2 separate regions of the Bos taurus genome follow, and region 2 is linked to region 1. A link is a contact called in public Hi-C data. All regions are on one chromosome and are shown on one strand. Each heading gives the region's core, a stretch centred on a gene start, on an enhancer-like site or on the middle of the called end of the contact. The rest is flanking DNA. Distances are from core to core; before and after follow the strand shown. Region 1 has its middle 40 kb from the start of PMAIP1. Region 2 holds the start of PMAIP1 (phorbol-12-myristate-13-acetate-induced protein 1).

Region 1 (3,778 bases), core at 358-2,857:
CAGATTAGTGTGCATATGTGTGTGCTAAGGTGGTTCAATCGTGTCCAGCTCTCTGTGACCCCATGGAATGCAGCCCACCAGGCTCCTCAGTCCATGAGATTCTCCTGGCAAGAATTCTGGAGTGGGTTACCTTGCTCTCCTCCAGGGGAACCTCCTGACCCAGGGATTGAACCCTCGTCTTCTGTGGCTCCTTCCTTGCAGGCAGATTCTTTAGAAGCCCCCAGGTTAGTGCACACACATGTATTTCCTTGCTCTGTCAGCTTAGAGGGCCTAGAAGGGATGACACCCCACTAGCAGCAAGCATACTTAGCTCCCAAATCTTGGTTTCTAATTTCATTCTCCAGTTAAAGAGAACAAGGCTCCTTGGAGAAATGGCTGGCTCTAGGACTCAGGCAGAAAATACACCAGATGAACCAAGAGCATCTTATTGTGTCAGAAAGTAAGAAAGAGTCCAAAACAAAATTGTAAAAATCTGCCTAAAAAAATCGTAAGGAAGGGAGTGTATCAAAGTCACAAGAAGCACCTGAAAGAGGTCCCGGTGACCAATGGTAGCAAATGAGTAAACAAAGCAGTACTGGATTATAACCCGAAGTACTAAATGACTATCCATGAGTCCATATGGATACAATAAATGATTAAGAACTGTTAAATGATCACCTGAGACGTATTAAAACTTTCAGGTTTATGGAACTAAAATTGATTTGAAGGGGGCACCACCAAACTGGAAGTGGTTAGGAAGCCTTTTCTAGAGAAAAGGTAGAAACAGAGAAAGGAAAATACTGATTGGCTATAACTTAAAACCTGGTTGGCTGTTGATGATTGGTCATCCTTATCAATTTCATAATTTTCAAGCATTGACAGGCTTAGGTTTTCATTTGCTGACATAGGCTACCGTGGCTTTCGGAGCCACTTAAGTTTAATGGGCTCCTGCTGAATTACTTTAACACTACATCAATAAATAGCAGAGGAAGAGAAATCTAAACAGAAGAATTTCAAATAATTTCAGTAGATACTCTACCTTCAAGGGAGCATAACACCCCTTTTGCTGACAGTATGTATCTTTGCTATGATGTGGTAATTTGTTGTAATAATATCGATAGCATTGTCATTATTATGAAAAAAGCCCTTATTATCTGAAGATATATACTGAAGTATTTAGAGATGAAGCAACTTAATTTATGATTTAACAGAAAAAATATTTCAGTATGTGTATGTATTTTTCTATATGTGTGTGTATATATACACATGTATACGGAAATATGGACAGAGATAAAGAAAATTGCCAAAAGATTAACAATTGGTGAACTTGGTGATGGATACGTTCATTGCATTGTCTTTACCCTTCTGGAAATTATAATTTCCAATTAAGAAGTTTGGAAAAATAATTCCCAAAACATGAAGTATTTTAAACGTAGGCACATTTAATAAATGAATGCTTTTAAAACAAAAATACAATAATATAATATAATTACTTGAAAACAGGATTTCTGAATCAAGCAGTAATTACAGAATCTATAAAAATGGTGGGTCAGTGGTACCCAGATAGGCTGTGTGGTCTGTGGACAGGCTCAGGTTTGAAGCTGCGTGAGGAACGTGCTTTGTTACTGTGAGGTCATCTCAGGGACGTTCCTTTGAAGAAGACATCAAGGCCCCAGATTTGAGGCCTTTCAGGAGGGTGAAGGCCAAGCCACATTCCCTCTCGTTGACCTAGAGCCTGAGGCACTGTTTACACACAGAGATCTCCACCACCACACCCTTCTTCCCCTGGAGCTCTTCTCCTGACCTGGAAAATTCCCTCAGTTAAGTCATTCCCCACAAGGAAAGGAAGATCAAGGCAAGGAACTACCTTTCAAACCGCCCTTACGTGGAGTCTCCTAATCCTTTTTCTTCACTGCAGCTTAGTTTACAGAATTATCAGTTTGAAAGATCCAGAGGGAAGGAGGCTGGGCAGGTCACATCGAATGGAGGCAGAAATCAGCAAGCCAGAGCCCGCAGGCTCCTGGGAGAGGTCCGCTTCCGCTGCAGACCGGAAGGGGTGGGCCGCAGAGATCCTCGGGTCCGCCATGCTGGACCCGAGACAGAACAGGTTACCCAGCAGGAGGGGGAGCCCTGAAGCAAAGGAACCAGACAGAAAAAGAAGCCAGAAGGCGGTCGCAGACTCCACACCTCCCTGACTCCATCCCAAACCCACTGGACAAGAAACGAAACTGTGTGTCGGGGCTGCCGGAGGGAGATCCCAGCTCAGTTTGTTGCCTGAAAAACTAGTCATAACCTGAAAGTCGTGTTTATTCAGTGGGAATTTTTAGGACTTTAAGCGCTGGAGGCAGCGTCTCAGGTAGTCCTGAGAGAACTGCTCTGGGGAGGCGGGGGAAGAAGTCAGATTATACAGAAGTGTGTGACCAAGGGGCTTCCCTGGTTGCTCAGATAGGAAAGAATCTGTCTGCAGTGTGGGAAACCCAGGTTTGATACCTGGCTCGGCAAGATCTCCTGAAGGTGATCCTGGCAACACACTCCAATATTGTTGTCTAGAGAATTCCTTGGATAGAGAAGCCTGGTGGGCTACAGTCCATGGGTTCACAAAGAGTCGGACATGACTGAGCAACTAACACTTGGCTTGCAACAAAGGAGGCAGATAACCTGAACATCAAAGATTATTGTTAATTAAGGAAAATCAGGTATCCCAAGGAATTTAGTGCTCTTCTGTGTATGGCAAGTGTTGGGCTCACTGAACTCATTTCTTTCATATGCATCTCAGTGATCTGGGCTTCCCTGGTGGCTCAAATGGTAAAGAAACTGCCTGCAATTCAGGAGACCTGGGTTCAGTCCTTCAGTTGGGAAGATCCCCTGGGGAAGGGAACGGCAACGCACGCCGGTGTTCTTGCCTGGAGAATTCGATGGATGGAGGACCCTGGCAGGCTACAGTCCAAGTGGTCACAACGAGTCAGACAGGACTGAGTGACTAGCATAGCTATCTGGGGCCAGCCTCGCACAGTTTCCCATCCCCCTGTCCATAGGGAGTAGCCGCAGCCACATCGTGGGCATTATTCTTCTTTTTGGGGCCCTCTGGGCTCAGAGGGTCACATCTGCAGGGCCGGGACATCCTTATTTACAGATATGGCAAGATACTCGACTTCACAAGTGCTTGGAGAGGCCGAATGCCCTTCTTCCTTCTTTCTCTGCTCCCTTACCTGATCAGCTCTGAGGCAGATGACCTCACCTTCCAGCGCTGGTTAGGTTCACCTCAAGCCTCAGCTCACTCTGCACCTACCTCCAGACCCAACTAGGTCACCAGGAGGCAAGGGAGCTGGGGGCAAAGTGTCAGAAAAGGGGCAGGACACGCTACGATCCATTCTACCAAGGCCCAAGCAAACTGTCTTCCAGTAGAAAGTACACCTCAAATGTCCACCTCGGCCAGCTAAGTGGCTGAGCTGGGGAGGCAGAGGAATGAGATTTGGAAGAGGTGAAAGGAGGCTTCAGTTCTAGCTTAAGCAGTTTAACTGTGAAGCGGGATGGTATGTTGCACATATCCATCGTGCCAATATTTATATTTTGGGTTTGCCTAAAACAGTATTAATTTTTTTTTAATAAATTGTTACAGCCACTGTAGTAAACAGTATGGAGGTTCTAAAAAAAAAAAAAAAACAACCCCAAAAACGAAAAGTAGAACTAACATATGACCCAGCAATTCCACTGATGGGTATCCAAAACACCAAACACACTGATTCCAAAAGATACATGCACCCCAGTACTCACAGCAGCATTGTTGACAATTGCCAAG
Region 2 (3,778 bases), core at 827-3,326, 40 kb after region 1:
ATGTTGTCCACTCTTAGCCCTATGTTTACCACAGGCAAAACTAAGTTGCTGAAGATCGAGTAAGCTTTCTTTCTTGCTTCCACGGCATTGTCTATATTTCAGCAGGACCCAGTGACAAATAAATACCTGCAGTTTTTGTTGATTGAGTGACTCAAGGTAAATAAACAAGTTCACATGCCTACTGGGGCCAGATAATGTAAATGAGAAAAACAAACAGCAGGGGGGTGTGGCCAACGTGAGAACTCCCGCCTGTCGGGTGTCTCTCTGAGGCCAGTCTCTGCATCCTCTCCTAGCCCACTCCTGCACTTTCGCACAAAGAATCTTGGGTTTGCAAGAGTTAATGATTTCCCAAAGGCCGCCAGAAACCTGAGCTTTTAATGCAATCTCTCAGTGTTTAAATGCTGGTATCTAATTCGATTTTTCACAAGACCAGTACTGTGAACCAAACCGAAAACTTCTAGGGAGTCACTCAGCTCTAAGCAACCAATTTGCAACCTCTGCATTATATAGATAATAAAAGATATATATATATATATATATATATAATAAGTCTTTATGTATGTGCGTGCGTGCAAGTCGCTTCAGTCGTGTCCGACTCTTTGCGACCCCATGGACTGTAGCCCACCAGGATCCTCTGTCCAGTCCATGGAATTCTCCAGGCAAAAAAACTCCTGAGTGGGTTGCTATGCCCTCCTCCAGGGGATCTTCCTGACCCAGGGATCGAACCTGTGTCTCCTGTAGCTCCTGCATTGCAGGCAGATTCTTTACGGCTGAGCCACCGGGGAAGCCCCTCTATTTATATATAGCAACCCATTCAGGAGTTTTCTTGCCTGGAGAATTCCATGGACTGGACAGAGGATCCTGGTGGGCTACAGTCCATGGGGTCGCAAAGAGTCGGACACGACTGAAGCGACTTGCACGCACGCACATACATAAAGAAGACTTATTTTCTAAGAAACTGTGATTCCTTGGAAGGCCGCAGATGCGGGTAAGATGTCCTGCTCGGGATGGTGCTGCCTGGGTTCAGACCCACCCTCTGCTCGCTGCCTGTGTGAGCTCAGCTCACTTCATCTTTATAAACCTTCAGTTTTCGCACCCGGAAAGTGGCCGCAATGGTGAGAATGTCCGCTTGATCGGGTTGTTCCGAGGACAGGATGAGGAAGTGTCTTCGGAAGCCCTCAGCGCCAAATTCTCAGAATCTGTTCTCTAGTACGAGTGACTGCTTCTCTTTATAATAATGGAATTATTCCCGGGCCAGCCAAACATCGGGCAAATACATATTCCCAAATGCCTCATTTCTCCCCCCGGGGGAGTTTTTGAAAGCTGTCTACATAATGACCTACTATTTTTTTTGTCGTTTTATTAAAGCGTCTGGAAGGAGGTATGAGACCGACCCAAGGGGAATACACTCTGCTTTTAAAACCTCTGTCCTCACCCAGGCAGAGAACAGCCACTTCCCTTCACCCGCTTTCCTTCTCCCCCGCACCCCCCCCCCCAATGCATTTTCCAAACCCAAACAGGGTTTCCTCCCTTGCTCCAGGCTTTTTAGTTGGCAGTGAGCTTCTCAACCAGTTTCAGTTTCAGTTAAGCTTCTGGCAGCTTCTCTACTGTAATTAAGTGTTCTCATTTTTCCCTGAAAACGTCCCACACTCCTCGAGTTTGAACACTGTCCTTTCCCAAACCCTCAGGGGTTTGTTTACGAGAGTCTCCGATTGCCCGTTTATGATAAGGATGACGCTCCAGGCCTCCCCATCCCCAGCTGTTCGCGAGGACAACCCTTCCCGGCTCACAGCTCAGAGACCCAGCCACGCCTGCAGCCGAGTCCTCGGTCCAGGAAGTAGTTTCGGGGCCGGGCCGGGTCTACCTCCCGCGCTGAGCCCGCCTCGCCACACACCGCCTGGGTCCCCGCCCCCACGGCGCGGGGCCCGAGCCGGGGGCGGGGCCGGGTGCTTTGTGGGTCCTGGGGGGCGGGGCTGGGGGCGGGGCACGGGCGGGGCCAGCTGTGGGTTTCGCTACGTCACCGGGAAGTCCCCGTACGACTCGAGCGCGGGCTGCGGCGATCGCCAGTCCTGCCAGGTTCTCGCAGGCGCGCGGTTCAGTTTCTCCTGCTCTGTGCTGACCGTCGTCTCCGGCCCGTTCGCCCCGCTCGCGGCCCTCGTCCTGCAGACCCGAGGTGCTCGGGTTGCATCCCTGAGTTGCCAGGGTCCGCCGGCGGCCGTCTGCAGAGATGCCTGGAAGGAGGGCTCGTAAGAGCGCCCAGCCGAGCCCCACGCGGGTCCCGGCAGGTAGGGAGAGCTGGGGCCCGCGGAGATCCTGACCGGGAAGGGGGTCGGGGTCGCGATCTCGGTCCGGGCAGGGGCAGCCCGTCGCCCCCGGGCCTAAGAGCCGGGCGGGACCCGCGCCCTGGCACGTGCTTTAGGGGCGCCTCCGGGACGCTGTTCGCGGGTTTAACCCGGGGCGGTAGGGATGGCTAGGGAAGGGGCGAGCCTTGCGATGGGGATGCTGCTGCGTTTGAGCGGCGGCCGAAAGCCGCCTCTCCTTCGCCTGCCTTTAGTTCGCGCTCGCCCTCCCCGGGGCCACGCGGAGAAAGTCATTGTCACGGCCGGGGGCGCCGCTGGCGTTCAGCGCTTCCCGAGACAGGCCCTTTTCCTCCGGGGTCCAGGACCTTTTGAGGACCCTTCTCCGTGTCTGACCGCTGTCCCCAGCCCCAGCAGCGACAAAAGTGATACTAATGCTTGATGCCGTCACAGTTCTGCAAAGGACGGATGGAGGGTTATGGAAGCCCCGAAAGGACCAACGAAGTCAGAAGCCTAGAAGGCCAGGCTTCTTAGTTAATTAAAAATATACCATTTTGACAGTCGGTATTAGTTACAGAAATGCCATAGAGAAAAACAGAAGATGGTCCACAGTGTTGTTTAATCCGTCCCTTCCTCCGCCCTTCCCCATCCATGTAGCCCCAGTAAGTAACGTCAGGTCACCTCTCCTCCTCCCCGCTTTTATAAATCTTATCAAACAAAGCAGACATCTGCTAAGGAGCAGTAGCAAAGAAGTAAGACCGTGGGCTGGAAATCCGTGTGGGTCATACTGCTGTTACATCAGACGGAATTGGGCCCCTTTTAAACTTAGTTTAATTTTATGGAGCCCCTGGGGCGTGCAAAGGAAGTGGTGCATGGCCAGTGTGGCTGTGGCTAAATTGGCACAAGGCTGCTCTCCGGCTCTTGCTTCGGAGGGAAGAAGCTTTGTCCGTCTTCAGTGATGTCCAAGAGTTCTGGCTGTGTTGCAAGAATTTCATAACCTTCACCGTCCAACTTGGCCCCCTTAAATAAGGGACAGCAAAAAGGTCCCTCTTAAACTTGATTAGATGGTAAGACATAAAAAAAATTGAGATGTGAGGTGTAACACTGTCTTAGTTTTACGTGAACAGCATAATGATTTGATATATGTTATCAATTGTTACATGATTACTGTAATAACTTTAGCTAAGGTCCATCACCACACATAGTTATGTTTTTAATTAATACATTTATAGATATAGTAAAAAGATTAAGAAAACAACTCGGTGCTGTTTCCTTTTTTTTTTTTTTTTTTTTGATGAAAGGGATAATTTTTTCTGTTACAATTCAGGGCTTTCAAAACGGTAGCCTGGATGATAATTGTTTTTTTAGCATTGTGTTAGTATTTCTAAGTCAACTGAGAAGGACATGTCTTACTAAATACTTTTCCAAATGCCTGGTCCTATAGCCTATAAAGAAATATATCTTATGAAATTTATCAGGTG

What was found. Hi-C and Micro-C count contacts between places; a contact is called where the count stands out from the background.
Region 2: a Hi-C map of skin fibroblasts shows a contact between it and region 1, with 10 times the contacts expected there. The contact joins the promoter of PMAIP1 here to the enhancer-like site in region 1. A contact is called at or near these places in 2 of 11 Hi-C or Micro-C datasets (skin fibroblasts and an unstated tissue).

Annotation. Positions count from the first base shown.
Region 1 is chr24:58,702,509-58,706,286 of ARS-UCD2.0, forward strand. No RefSeq gene overlaps it. Among named protein-coding and RNA genes, the nearest start is that of PMAIP1, 40 kb to the right of the region's middle. Within about 2 kb of position 1,608, at least 14 of the 102 cell types and tissues checked have an H3K27ac peak or open chromatin away from gene starts, as enhancers often do.
Region 2 is chr24:58,742,443-58,746,220 of ARS-UCD2.0, forward strand. It overlaps PMAIP1 (phorbol-12-myristate-13-acetate-induced protein 1), which reads left to right and starts at 2,077. Exons shown (of 2, transcript XM_002697779.7): 1 at 2,077-2,285. The coding sequence starts at 2,228.